2 separate regions of the Mus musculus genome follow, and region 1 is linked to region 2. A link is a contact called in public promoter capture Hi-C data. All regions are on one chromosome and are shown on one strand. The core of a region is the stretch at or near the end of the contact, and the rest is flanking DNA. Distances in the headings are between cores, read along the strand shown. Region 1 has its middle 16 kb from the start of Abhd12b. Region 2 holds the start of Cdkl1 (cyclin-dependent kinase-like 1 (CDC2-related kinase)).

Region 1 (5,747 bases), core at 3,179-5,678, 350 kb before region 2:
GCAGTCTCTCAGAAGAGGAAGCCTGTGGCTGGAGTGGCCTGCCTGTGAGCTCCTGGGATCAGCTTGTCTCTGCCCTTAATGCTAGGCCTGTAGGCAGGCACAGCCATACTGGGCTGTTTGCTGGGTGCTAGGATTTGAACTCATGTTTGCAGAACAAACCCTTTTACATTCTGAGCATCGTGCCACGCCTCCATTTTGGTCTTTTTTTTCTTCTTCTTCTATAATACAGGTTGTAAATATGTCCTCGTATGCTGATATACATCCTTTGACTTTGTTCATGGAGGTTTTGCTCTGCAAAAGATTAAACAATATTAAAGCGAATAAATGTAACAATATTTTATCTTGGTGTACCTTCATTTTGGGGCACAAATAGAACATTTGCCTCATACCCTGTTCATAGAGGAATTCAGCTGTATTTTCTTTTAATGCCGCACCCCCTTTGTTCTCAGATCCATTTTACAGTATCTTCCCTGATGGCTGGTTTGTTGTCCATTGCTGTAGGACAAGAAGCTTCAACATTTAGTGGGCTGGAAGCACGTCTGTTATGTGTGGCCATCAGTGCAGGCTGAGCTCAGCCGGCATGGCTGCTCAGCTAGCTTTGGTTCTCACACATAGTTGCTGTTTGGCGCTGGGCTGGGGCTGCTCAGAGCCTTGATGTGGGTGTTAGGACTTTCTCCTTCCTCGTCTGAGGCTGTAGCCTCTGCTCTCTGTGGCCTCTCTGTGTGGCCTCTCTAGTGGGGCAGTTGGACTGCTCTCCCTCCTCCTTCCTCCCTTTGTTGTCTTTCAGTTTCATTGTGATAACTTTTTTTGTTTTGTTTTTGTTTTCTTGTTTGTTTGTTTGTTTTTTCAAGCCAGGATTTCTCTATGTAGCCCTAGCTGTCCAGGAACTCAGGCTGGCCTCGAACTCAGAAATCCGCCTGCCTCTGCCTCCGGAGTGCTGGGATTAAAGGCGTGTGCCACCACACCTGGCTCTCATTGTGATAACTTTAACATGCTATAAAATCCACCCATTTAACATTTATGGTTCAGCTGGGAGTCATCATGCTTTTTTTTAATCTCAGCATTCATGAGCTAGATCTCTGTGACTCTACATATCAAGTTCCGGACCAGACATGGCTACATGGTGAAACCTAGTCTCAATCAGTCAGTCCATCAATCAATACATAGTTTACACTTCAATGTTCTCAGTGTATTCACAAAACTCATTCATGTAGTCCTAGTTGGCCTAGAACTTACCATGTAGACAATATTGTTAAAATTATGGTGATCCTCCTGCCTCTGCCTCTCAAGTTCTTTTTAATTGTAGCACTGATACATATCTCTGCATTGGCATTCTGTTCCTCAAGGTTCTCACTGATAGCATGTGTGTGTGCGTATATATATATATGTATATATATGTATATATACATATATATAATTAAACTAAGCTTTAACTTCTAAATTACGCTTTAACTATATATATATATGCATACATATATATGTACATATATGCATATATATGTAGTTATGTAGTTTTAAATCTTAGCTTAGAGGTAGAGTAGCTCTGGGCAGGACTCAGCTCATTGGCTAATAGGCAGGTGCCTTCTTGCTGTATCTTCACAAATTAAAGAGAGGGGGGAAAGCAACCAGAAACTGGGGAGAGTGAAGTAAGACACTAATGTTATATAGGGGGGTGCAGTATACACCACCATGACCTTACCTAAAGCTGGTAACCTCTCAAATACCCCATCCCCAAATATCAGCCCACTGGGGTCAGGGTTCAATACATGCTCGGGGGGAGGGGGGCACTCACAGTCAGCCTGCAACAATGTATGTAGAGTCTAAACACTGAACAAAGTTTCTTTTGTTAGTTCAGTTTAGTTTAGTTTAGTTTAGTTTAGTTTAGTTTAGTTTAGTTTAGTTTTTGTGATGGGTTTCTCTGTGTAGCCCTGGCTATCTTGGAATTCACTATGTAGACCAAACTAGCCTTGAACTTAGAACTCTGCCTGCCTCTGCCTCCCGAGTGCTGGGATTAAAGGTGTTCATATTCATGCCTGGCACTTCTGCCTTGAGTTCATCAAGAATCATATCCTCCATTTAAAGTTCCATGCATGAACCAGGCAGTGGTGGTGCATGCCTTTAATCCCAGCACTTGGGAGGCAGAGGGAAGCAGATTTCTGAGTTCGAGGCTAGCCTGGTCTATAGAGTGAGTTCCAGGACAGCCAGGGCTACACAGAGAAACCCTGTCTCAAAAAACAAAAAAAAACAAAACAAACAAAAAAAAAAAAACAAATTCCATACATGAGACGATTACTGGAGGGTTCTGACCAGTTCTAACTGCTCAGCTCGACCCCCATACTTCTGCAGCCAAAGTACTATGGGACTTAGTCTACCAGTGGATGCTGCTGCCTGTCCCATGGCCCAGTGGATGATGGGAGTCATCCCATCCCAGGAAGGAAAGAGTTGCGTGGACCTCCACCAGTAAGGCCAAACCATGTCCCCAACCCCACTTGCTTTTAGCTAGCCCCACAAGGGCCTTTGTTCACCTCCATGTTAGCCAATACAGATAAAAAGACAGTATCTTAGGCAACCGTAACTCAGGACTCACTGTACACCATGAGAACGCGTTGTTAGAGGCTCTCAGGGCTGGAATAAAACAAGCAAGCCTGAGCCTTTACCTTCACGGAAAATCCTCTTCTGCCTCTAGGGCACGGGTGACCATGATAAAACCCAGGATTTAAAATGATGGATCTGGTAATTACACAGGGCCTACCAGAGGAAACTCCCTGTATGAACACAGTCATTTAATCCTACTGCGGTTTGGGTTCCACTTGTCTGCCAAAGGTGTGTGTACTACATACTTGGTCAACAATGTAGTCGTATTGAGAGGCAGCGAAGCCATGAAGTGGTGATCTAGAAAGGTCAAGTCCTCCGTCCTCAGTAGGGATTAATTCAGTTCTCACAGGACTGGACTCCTTTCTGCAACAGGAAGCTGTCGTGGAAAGTGAGCCAGCTTCTCCCTAGTTTCCTGACTCCTGCCCGTATGCGTGACTGAGCCTTCAGAGTACAGCAGCCTTCCTTACTACATCTCCACTGCACTGTGCGGCCCCGGAAGGACCCTTGCGAGAGTTCATGACACTATGCTGTTTGGCTACATAGACTTTGCAGCTGCTAGGATCACAAGCCAAACCAACCTCTCTCCGATACCTGATGTCTAGCATATGGTCAAGGCGACACAAGAGGACAAACATAATATATATATTCAGTGTTATAAGATATATAACTATGATATTCAGTGTTATAAGAATTCTCATTTTAAAGTTAGGTAACTTGCCCATAGTCCGAAATGTAGTTTAAGACCTGGCATTTGAGCCCAGGCTGTCTGCCTCCAGCACGCCCCTGGAACACTCTCCACATCAGCCCCCCTGCCTCCACTGTGCCCCAGACACTGCAGGCTCCTCGCCTTATGACACAGTGCAGTTGTCCCTAGAGAAACACAGAGATCGGTTCCCATGGAGACAAGATTCTGCAGATGCTTGAGCCCCCTTATATCAAATTAATATCAGTTGTATGCAAACCTACAAACATCCCCTCTTCATACTTTAAATTGTACCTTATAATACAATGTAAGTGTGTATGCAGATAGGTGTTGTGTTATAGTTTCTATAAAATATCAACAAGAAAGTATACCTATACATATACCTATACATATACCTATACATATACCTATACCTATACCTATACCTATACCTATACCTATACCTATACCTATACCTATACCTATACCTATACATGTGTGTATACATGTACATATACAAAAATATGCATATATATATATATATTTGTACATGTCTGTATTTCCAATTCAGCACATATAAAACCCTTAAAGACCTATCTGTTTCAAACAAGACCCTTGATTGAACCTGTGGTCGTAAAGTCATAAATACATAAAGCTAATTGTGTCTATTTGGCCAGGTTTCCTGTCCCTTGCTTCTCATAGACGCGTGAGACTGGGGCTGCTTGGCTGTTCTCCACTGTATGCTTAGCCCGGAGAACAGCGCCAGTACACAATAAGGATGTGGTAAACCTTGATGTTTTCTTAAGCTCTTTAATGCGCCGTCTCACAAGAAGTAATCTGTTTAAGAAGCTGAAAAGGAAAGCGAAAATAAAAGGAGGAAACACACGTCGCAGTCACTGAAGGAGAAATGAACTTCTGAAGACATCTTGATAATACAGCTTGTGGGGTGACTTGTTATCCCTCGTGGGTCAGCTCAGGGTGACTGTTCAGAGCTGCCTGGGACAGTGAGTGTGTTCAGGTGGTCTTGAGTGTCCAGCCAAGGCCTGAGATTTGTAATGTGAACTAGCAGCCAACTGCAGGATTGTGTGATACACCCACCCCTAGTGTAAGGACCAATGAGAACAGACAGATGGCTGGACCCAAAATGAGAATGTGTTGAGACAGGGGCAAGGACGTAGTTCCTGGTGGTGAATGTGTCCTGAGTGACAAGAGCATCTGGGGCTCTGAGACAGGCAGAACTGATGGCACCCTGGGACGATTGGAGCCTGGAGAGGTGACACACAGGAGTGGAGATGGATATGAAGCCCAGGGCAGGGTGGAATTTCAGAGTTCAAGGTTCCAGAGGTGAGGGCGTTCTGGGCACTGACAATGCCTTGTAACCGGATAGGGGAGATGGGTGGCAAGTGTGTGGAGTCTAGGACGAGGTCTGGGAAGTGAGAAAATCCGATACTGTGTGTTGTGGGTTCCAGTGTGTAGGTTTATCAGATCAAACTGCAAACGAAAGCCTGGTCACTCACATGGTTTTCAAATATCACCTTCTCCGCAGCTCACGTCTCATCAGAAATGCGCTCTTTAGGGTGACTCTAAAACAGAAGCCCACTTGAAAGCTACAAACCGGGATACTGGCATCACCTCCACCCAGGGGGTTCATAAAAGTAAGAGCTGTCAGTCTTACATCACGAAGGTCTGGTTCCGTCTCAGAGATCCTTTGCAATGAAATTCTATGTCAGCCAGCTTTTGTTTCACTGCTGCGATAGAACAGCTGGCGTAAACAAAGGAAAGGAAGATTCATTTTAATTCATGGTTCCAGGTTGTCTGTCTACCACGGTAGGGAGGGGAAGTCATGGCAAACAGGACACAGCGAGAATGAGAGTCGAGCACTAGGGACCAGGTGTGTTCCTGGTGACCTACCTCCTCCTGCCAGGCCCCAGTGTTTCCACTACCTCCTAAAACAGCTCTAACAATAGCTGGGCACTAAGTGTTCAGCAGACAAGCCTGGAGATGAGATCTCATAGTCAAACCATAATATCCTGCCTCTGGCCCCTGGAGACACATCACCATCTTGCAATGCAAAATGCGCATAGCCCATTTCTAAAAGTCCCCCAAAATGAACAGTTTGAGCACTATTTAAAAGTATTAAGTTGAAATCTCTGAGACTCAAGGTAAACTCTGTAAGCCCCTGCCAAGTCAAGTCCTGTACTTCTAACAGAAGACAATACCTAGTAAGGATTCTCAATCGATAAGGGAGAAGACGAGAAAGAGTGGTCAGATCAAAAAGCGAGACTGCAACCCAATGGGGGCAAACAGTAAATCTTACAGCCCCATGTATGGCATCTGGCATGTTGTCAGCTCAAACAAACTTGGGCAGTCCCTTTTGTATGATCTTATTGGTTGCAGCCCACGTGACCTCCCTCTTGGCCTGGCTTCTTGTTGACTATAGCTTTTCTGGGCAGCTGTTCCTCGTTCTTGG
Region 2 (6,251 bases), core at 449-2,948:
CTGGCGAGCACAGGGTCCTGAGCTCCACCCAAGTATGGAAATTAGTAATAAGATCGCCATCTTGTACTTAATTCAATCAACTAGAGGGGTTTTGTTTGTTTGTTTGTTTGTCCTTCTGCCTTTTGCCATGTCCCAAGTGAGAACTGCAGCCCACTGGGGAAGAGAGAGGTGTTGGCGCCAAAAAATTTCCATAAGTCTCTTAGAATCCTGAAGCGAGAACACATCTATAGGGAAGGTTAAAAGTCAAATTCATATTAAAACCATTAGAAGCCATTAACCATCTATTTTAATAGCTAAATCCGCTGGTGAGATGGCTCAGCAGTTAAGAGAGCTGACTGCTCTTCCATAGGTCCTGAGTTCAAATCCCAGCAACCACATGGTAGCTCACAACCATCCGTAATGAGACCTGACGCCCTCTTCTGGAGTGTCTGAAGACAGCTACAGTGTACTTACATGTAATAATAGATAAATAAATATTTTTAAAAAATAGTTAAAGCCAAAAGGACCGCAAGGATGCCGGGCACTGGGGACATTGCAGGTGGGAAGGTAAAATGGAAAAGATAAGCTCAATGTGCAGAGGTCTCCCGCTAAGGATTTCCCCAAGAAAAATGAAGACCTGGCTTCACAGAAAGCACCATGCACGGCGTCTATAGCGGCTTCATGTATAATCACCCCACACTGGAAACAATCCAAATATCCTTCAACCAGGATTGAATAAACAAATAAATACCAGTCAGTACGTTCATACAACAGAACGCTACCCGGCAATAAACAGGAAGACACTGCTGCTAAATGCAAGATGTGTGTGGCTCTCAGATGTATTCTGTGAAGTGAGAATCTGACTCAATAAAAGCTGTGCACTGTATGTTTCCATGTACGCGATATTCTGGGCAAGGCAAAGCTATCGAGAAGACAAAAGTCAAAAAGAGTAGGCATTCACATTTGCACATGATTTCTGGGGAGGGTCCCAGACCACCACGAGTCTATTCTAGTAACTCATTATACCTCTACCCTTTGCCAGGCAGCCGTCACGCTCGGTATGCCCAGACCCAGCTTCCTCTTGAGCTCTGTGTACATTTGCATCGCACGTTCCTTGCCCCGGGTTGGCCAGGTTTCACATCGTGCGTTTTCTCTGCTGTAGCCCTGCCGCCAGCACACAAGCACCTCGGCGCCTAGCATAGGGGATGGAAGGGCTGACAAAATGTAGAGGCTGTCTGTGCGATCCTTATTTCAAGATTTCCTGCATCCATCAACTGCCACTGTCACTGTACTGAAACAGGTTCAATAAGAAGGTGATTGGGGAAAGAGTCAAGGCAATCAAAGCAGGCTCTGCACCGCCAAGACCCCACTACATGGGAGGGAAGGCCATCCTGCCTCCCTCTATTGCCTCACTCTCTCTCATTCATTTTTCGAAGCTGCAGCACCGAGCAATTGCTGTCCTCCGGGGTTCACAGGCGAGGAACGGACACCAAGGAGTGGACGTAATAAGGTATGGACCTGGTCACCCTAGCCCGAGCAGGCTGCTAGGACAGCCTGGGAGCAGGCGTTCTCCCTGCAAACTCTCCATGCTGTGATTTCCACGATTTAAACCCTCTGGACCTGCAGCGCGGGGTCAGGGACCCGGCCAAGTGGCTGCGGGTACAGCAGGGCGGAGGGCGGCCCCGCCCAACCGGCGCGGTTCCCATGGGGATCGCAGCAGTCACCCAGCCGAGCTGCAGGCTGCTGTGCTAGAGCTGGGCCGAGAGGCGCCTCAGGAGTCAGGGTGGGAGGTCCCCACAGTCCCTGCAGTTCCCGCAGTCCCCACGGGCCCGGTTGCCCAGCCGGTGTCCTCTTCCGGAGGGAATTGAGACCCGAAACTAGAACCGGGGAAGCCCTTCGCCTTCCTGGTGCTCCAGCCAGCTCAAGTGTCTTAGATCGTATGAACCATAACGTTAAAAAGATAGATTATCTTACAGCTCGGCTCGTTTTTGGATGCTGGCTACATCTTTAGCTCGAGGGAATGAAACAGACAACTGAAATTAGGTCACCCATGGCAGCCACCTGTAGACTCCCAGCCTTGACCGCGATGTCATTGCTGGGTGGGGGTGGAGTCCACACCTGGCTGATCCTTATTCTTTAACTCGCGCCTTGTTTTCTCTAGATCGCGGACGACAGCCCTTACTTGATGAGGCTCGAGAGAGGTCAGTTCATAAACGACCTTTAAAAACTATATGAAAATCCGTTCTCAAGAAGACTTGCTCCTCCTCTGTAATGGAAAAATATGAAAAAATTGGAAAGATTGGAGAAGGCTCCTATGGGGTAGTGTTCAAGTGCAGAAACAGGGACACGGGTCAGATCGTGGCCATCAAGAGGTTTCTGGAAACCGAAGATGACCCTGTCATAAAGAAAATCGCCCTTCGAGAAATCCGCATGCTCAAGGTAGCTAATTTGCTTTTTCTGTGCTAGATAGATGCTCTGGGCTGAGGCTCTGCCCTCTTCCCACACAGCCTTTGTCTTCAATGGCACAAATCAGAGTCTGTGCGCAGAGAACGGATTATGTAAGAGTAAGAAGGTGGACAGGAGAGGTGTGGGGCTCTCTTGGCGTCAACTGCAGACAGTCTTTTCACGGGTCTCTAAGAAGCAGAATTTAAAACAACTCGACTTTGCTAGAGTTTTTGAGTTTTGAGCTTCCAGCTTGTTTTCATTTTGTATTTTTAACCCATTGTCCTGTTTTCTTGGGCTATATATGCATCTGTATATGTGTGTTCATGTGTGCGCGCATAAATGTGTGTGTGTGTGTGTGTGTGTGTGTGTGTGTGTGTGTGGCATTTGGAAGCCAAAGGTTAACACTAGCCATCTTCTTCAACCATTTTCCCCCTTGTATATGGATACAGTGTCTCACTAGGATTGCTAGCCAGTGCTCTCCAGGATCTAGTACTGGGATTGCAGGTGGACAGCTGCCCTCGGGCAGCATTTATTGTGAGTGTTGGAATCTAAGCTTAGGTCCTTGGACAAAGGTGTTCATTACAAGACAAAAGTGTGTTCCCTCTTATTCTGGAAAGAGGCTTCTCTGAATTTCTCAGAGGCAATGCAGCTGCTACTGCAGGATGAGGCAGGCCATGGATGGCTCCCATGGGGAATCAACTGTGCTTCAGAAAGTGTGGCCTCGGTGTTCTGTCCAGACCCTGGCCAAGTGTATGAGTGGATGATGCTCTCAGAAGGGGTGAACTCAAATGTTTGTGCCGGTTCCCAGCTGGGGTCCTCTGCCTACTCTCCTCCACACAGCCAGTGTTGCACTCTGCTCTCGTGAGCCACTGACCATGTCCACTTTCTCAGTAGAAGCTGATAGCTGCCTTACTCTTTATTTAGCATCATCATTGTCAATATTATTACTACTTTGTGGTGTTAAGGATTGAACCCAGAGACTTTATCAAATTAACAAAACCTTCTCTCACCGAGGCACATTCCCAGTCTTCAATGGGTTGATTTACTCAATAATAATAGTAATAATAATAATAATAATAATAGGCTAGAAAGATGGCTCAGTGCATAAATGTGCTCACCACCAAACTGATAGCCTCAATTTGATCCCTTGGTCCTACATGATAGGAGAGAATCGATTCCCCCAAGTTGTCCTCTGACCTCCATGGTACACAGTAACACTTATGTGTTCCATCCACCAAAATTAGTGTTCCCAGGAGCACGGTGGCTGTTCTCTTTGGCTCAGAGAATGTCCTCTCCGACCTCCCAGCACAGGTACGTGTATCTCAGCACATTTTATTATCACTGTGTTTCCAGGTGTAGCTCCCCGAGTTTCTCCTTCCAAGTCAATGCTAACTGAGTGAGAATCAAGGCCCCCAGGTTGACCTCTGACCCCACAGTGCTGTGTAGCAACTGTGTGTTCACCTACCTAAATAAATAACAATGTGAGGTGTGTGGTGAACACCACAGAGCGTGTGAAAGCAGGAAGCCCCCACCCTCTACACCAGGTGCTCAATGTTTCTCCTCTAGTCTGAGTAAGGTGGTGGGAGATTACTGGTTTTATGTCTCTTTAGCTCCAACTCTTCAAAATTATATGATATTCCTAATATCCAGTATGTACTCGGTGAATATATGATACCTAAGTGAATTGAGGATTTGTTAAATGAAGTCATATTTTCTTCATTGATCCAATAATTCTTACTGAGCCTAACTGTACCTTAAAAGAGTGTTGTGCAAAGATGTTTCACAAGCTCAGCTCTTGGGAAGTAGGTGGAGTGAAATCTACCTACTACCACCCTTTTCACTTCTGGTGTACTGAGACTCTAATGAGCAGAGCCTGTGTCACTGACATTGGGTCCCAGGGGGGGCTGGCAAGAGCTCTTCTGGTGCCGTTGATTAAAGAGAGCAAGTTAGAAGCGGATTTCGACGTTTGAGCGAGACTGAGATAAAGCAGCTGTGTTTGCGGTGGGCTGAGCTGGACCTTGAGGTGAAGCTCTGTGGTTCTAGGGGAAAGGGAGACTAATCTCGGTGGGAAACGCAGGTCGACACTACAGGGCCCCCTGCAACTAGGGGAGCTCCTAGGGAGGGTTATTGGATGCACAGTGAGAAGCATGATCCCAGATGAAGAGAAACACTCAGAGTGAGACCTCAAAGCAAAGGACAAAGGATGCTCAGTGGCCACAGGCCAGACAGGTGAGGGCTGACCCAGACAGCCCCTTCCAGAAGCCAAAGAACGGCTGCTGAGGTAGGAAGGGGGACTTTGATCATCATGCTAAATTATCTGTTTTTCTTCTGAAAAGGATAGATAGCCAAGAGGAGGAGGAGGTAGAGGAAGAAAAGGAGGAGGAGGAAGTGGAGGAAGAGGCTTTGGTTTTTTTGAGACAGGGTTTCTCTGTATAGCCCCTGCTCTCCTGGAGCTCCCTTTGCAAGTCATGCTGGCCTTGAACTCACATATCTCCCTGCATCTGCCTCTTGAGTGCTGGGATTAAAGGCATGTGCCACCACTGCCCAGTCCACTGAGATTACATTTTATGAAAAGGTTGTCATTTGCAGACTTTTGGACTCATGGCCCACGACATTTCAAAACACATTTTTTTTTTCTCCTTCTCAACTGAGTTAGAGTTGTCAGGATTTCTCCTGTTAAGTATGCGGAGCGTTGTCTGGCACCACCAGACCCTGCTGTGTTTGTGCTTTCTTTTCCCATTCCTTGCAACAGTCTTATGCTGTAGACCAAGCCAGCCTTGGACCCCAAGGTAGAGGTTGAACCCACCAGGGTCTCTCTCCTAAACTAGGCAAGTGCTATACCCTGAGCCACACCCTCAGCCTAGTCAAGACCTAAAAACAACAATGACAAAACCAACCAACAACAATCTACTATCTTAACCAGCTCTTCTTAGAAGATCAGACACTTAAATATCAAAGAGAAAGCTAAGAAGGGAATCCTTTGTGGGAAACATGGCCTCCCTGAGAGAGGACAACTGGCAATAGCATCTAGCTTCCCCTACATCGGACGTGTCTATGTTGAGTGTTGTGTGTCATTGTGTGTCTGTGTATTGCTGGTCCCTTTTCGTAGCTTCAGCACCCATGAATGACACAGCCATCATTTTCTTATCTTCTGTAAACTTCATGACTGCAAATATTACATCTGGGGACAAAAAGGTTCCCAGATCAAGTGCCATCCTGCACAGAGGATGTACAGCTCGTAAGACGGAATGCCCTTTGTGTGGTTCTAGTTGCCTCTGAGGGAATGGTCCCTGGGATCTCATATTGGAACAAAATTGAGAATTCCCTGTGCAAATCCTTTCCAGACTGTACTTTGCAGGGCTGTGAGGCCCAGGAACCGCTTTGCCCTTCCTAAGTCTCTGGTTGTTTCTTTGTAAGCAGGTGTAATTGTGGGAGGTAATTGTCTAGCAACCAACTGGATCGTCTGTAAGGTTTTGCCTCTTCTGCTTTCCCTCTCTGGTGTAAAGCCCATCAGGAGCTTATAGCCAGGAGGATTATATCATCAAGGCCTCTATCTTGCTAAGTTTTTTTTTTCTTTCCAAAAACAAAAACTGAAAACACTACAAATAGCATTGTTTTATAGCACCTGGAGAAAAAACTGTTTGTTTTTTACAAAACAAATCTGTTGGTTTGTTTGTTTGTTTTAAATCTGGTTTTTAGTAGAAATAAACCACTACGTAAACGAGATGTAAGCCTATGCTCACCAAGATGCCTTGTGGGAGTCAACTCTTCAATATCTTAATTACCAATCAGGATTTTTCTGGATTATATAATTGAGCTTGTAAAAA

The links. Promoter capture Hi-C pulls out the DNA fragments that hold promoters and counts their contacts.
Region 1: a promoter capture Hi-C map of pre-B cells shows a contact between it and region 2, with 2.7 times the contacts expected there. The contact joins the enhancer-like site here to the promoter of Cdkl1 in region 2. A contact is called at or near these places in 5 of 39 promoter capture datasets (the 3T3-L1 cell line, the C10 cell line, cranial neural crest and 2 more), 2 of 115 datasets of contacts at active chromatin or transcription factors (forebrain and microglia) and 1 of 9 other capture datasets (adipose tissue).

Annotation. Positions count from the first base shown.
Region 1 is chr12:70,134,977-70,140,723 of GRCm38.p6, reverse strand. No RefSeq gene overlaps it. Among named protein-coding and RNA genes, the nearest start is that of Abhd12b, 16 kb to the left of the region's middle. Within about 2 kb of position 4,428, at least 140 of the 459 cell types and tissues checked have an H3K27ac peak or open chromatin away from gene starts, as enhancers often do. A contact at or near this core is called in adipose tissue and pre-B cells, where this site is marked.
Region 2 is chr12:69,786,154-69,792,404 of GRCm38.p6, reverse strand. It overlaps Cdkl1 (cyclin-dependent kinase-like 1 (CDC2-related kinase)), which reads left to right and starts at 1,698. Exons shown (of 10, transcript NM_183294.2): 1 at 1,698-1,762; 2 at 2,141-2,418. The coding sequence starts at 2,251. It overlaps 4930512B01Rik (RIKEN cDNA 4930512B01 gene), which reads right to left and starts at 2,061. Exons shown (of 8, transcript NR_033573.1): 1 at 1,954-2,061.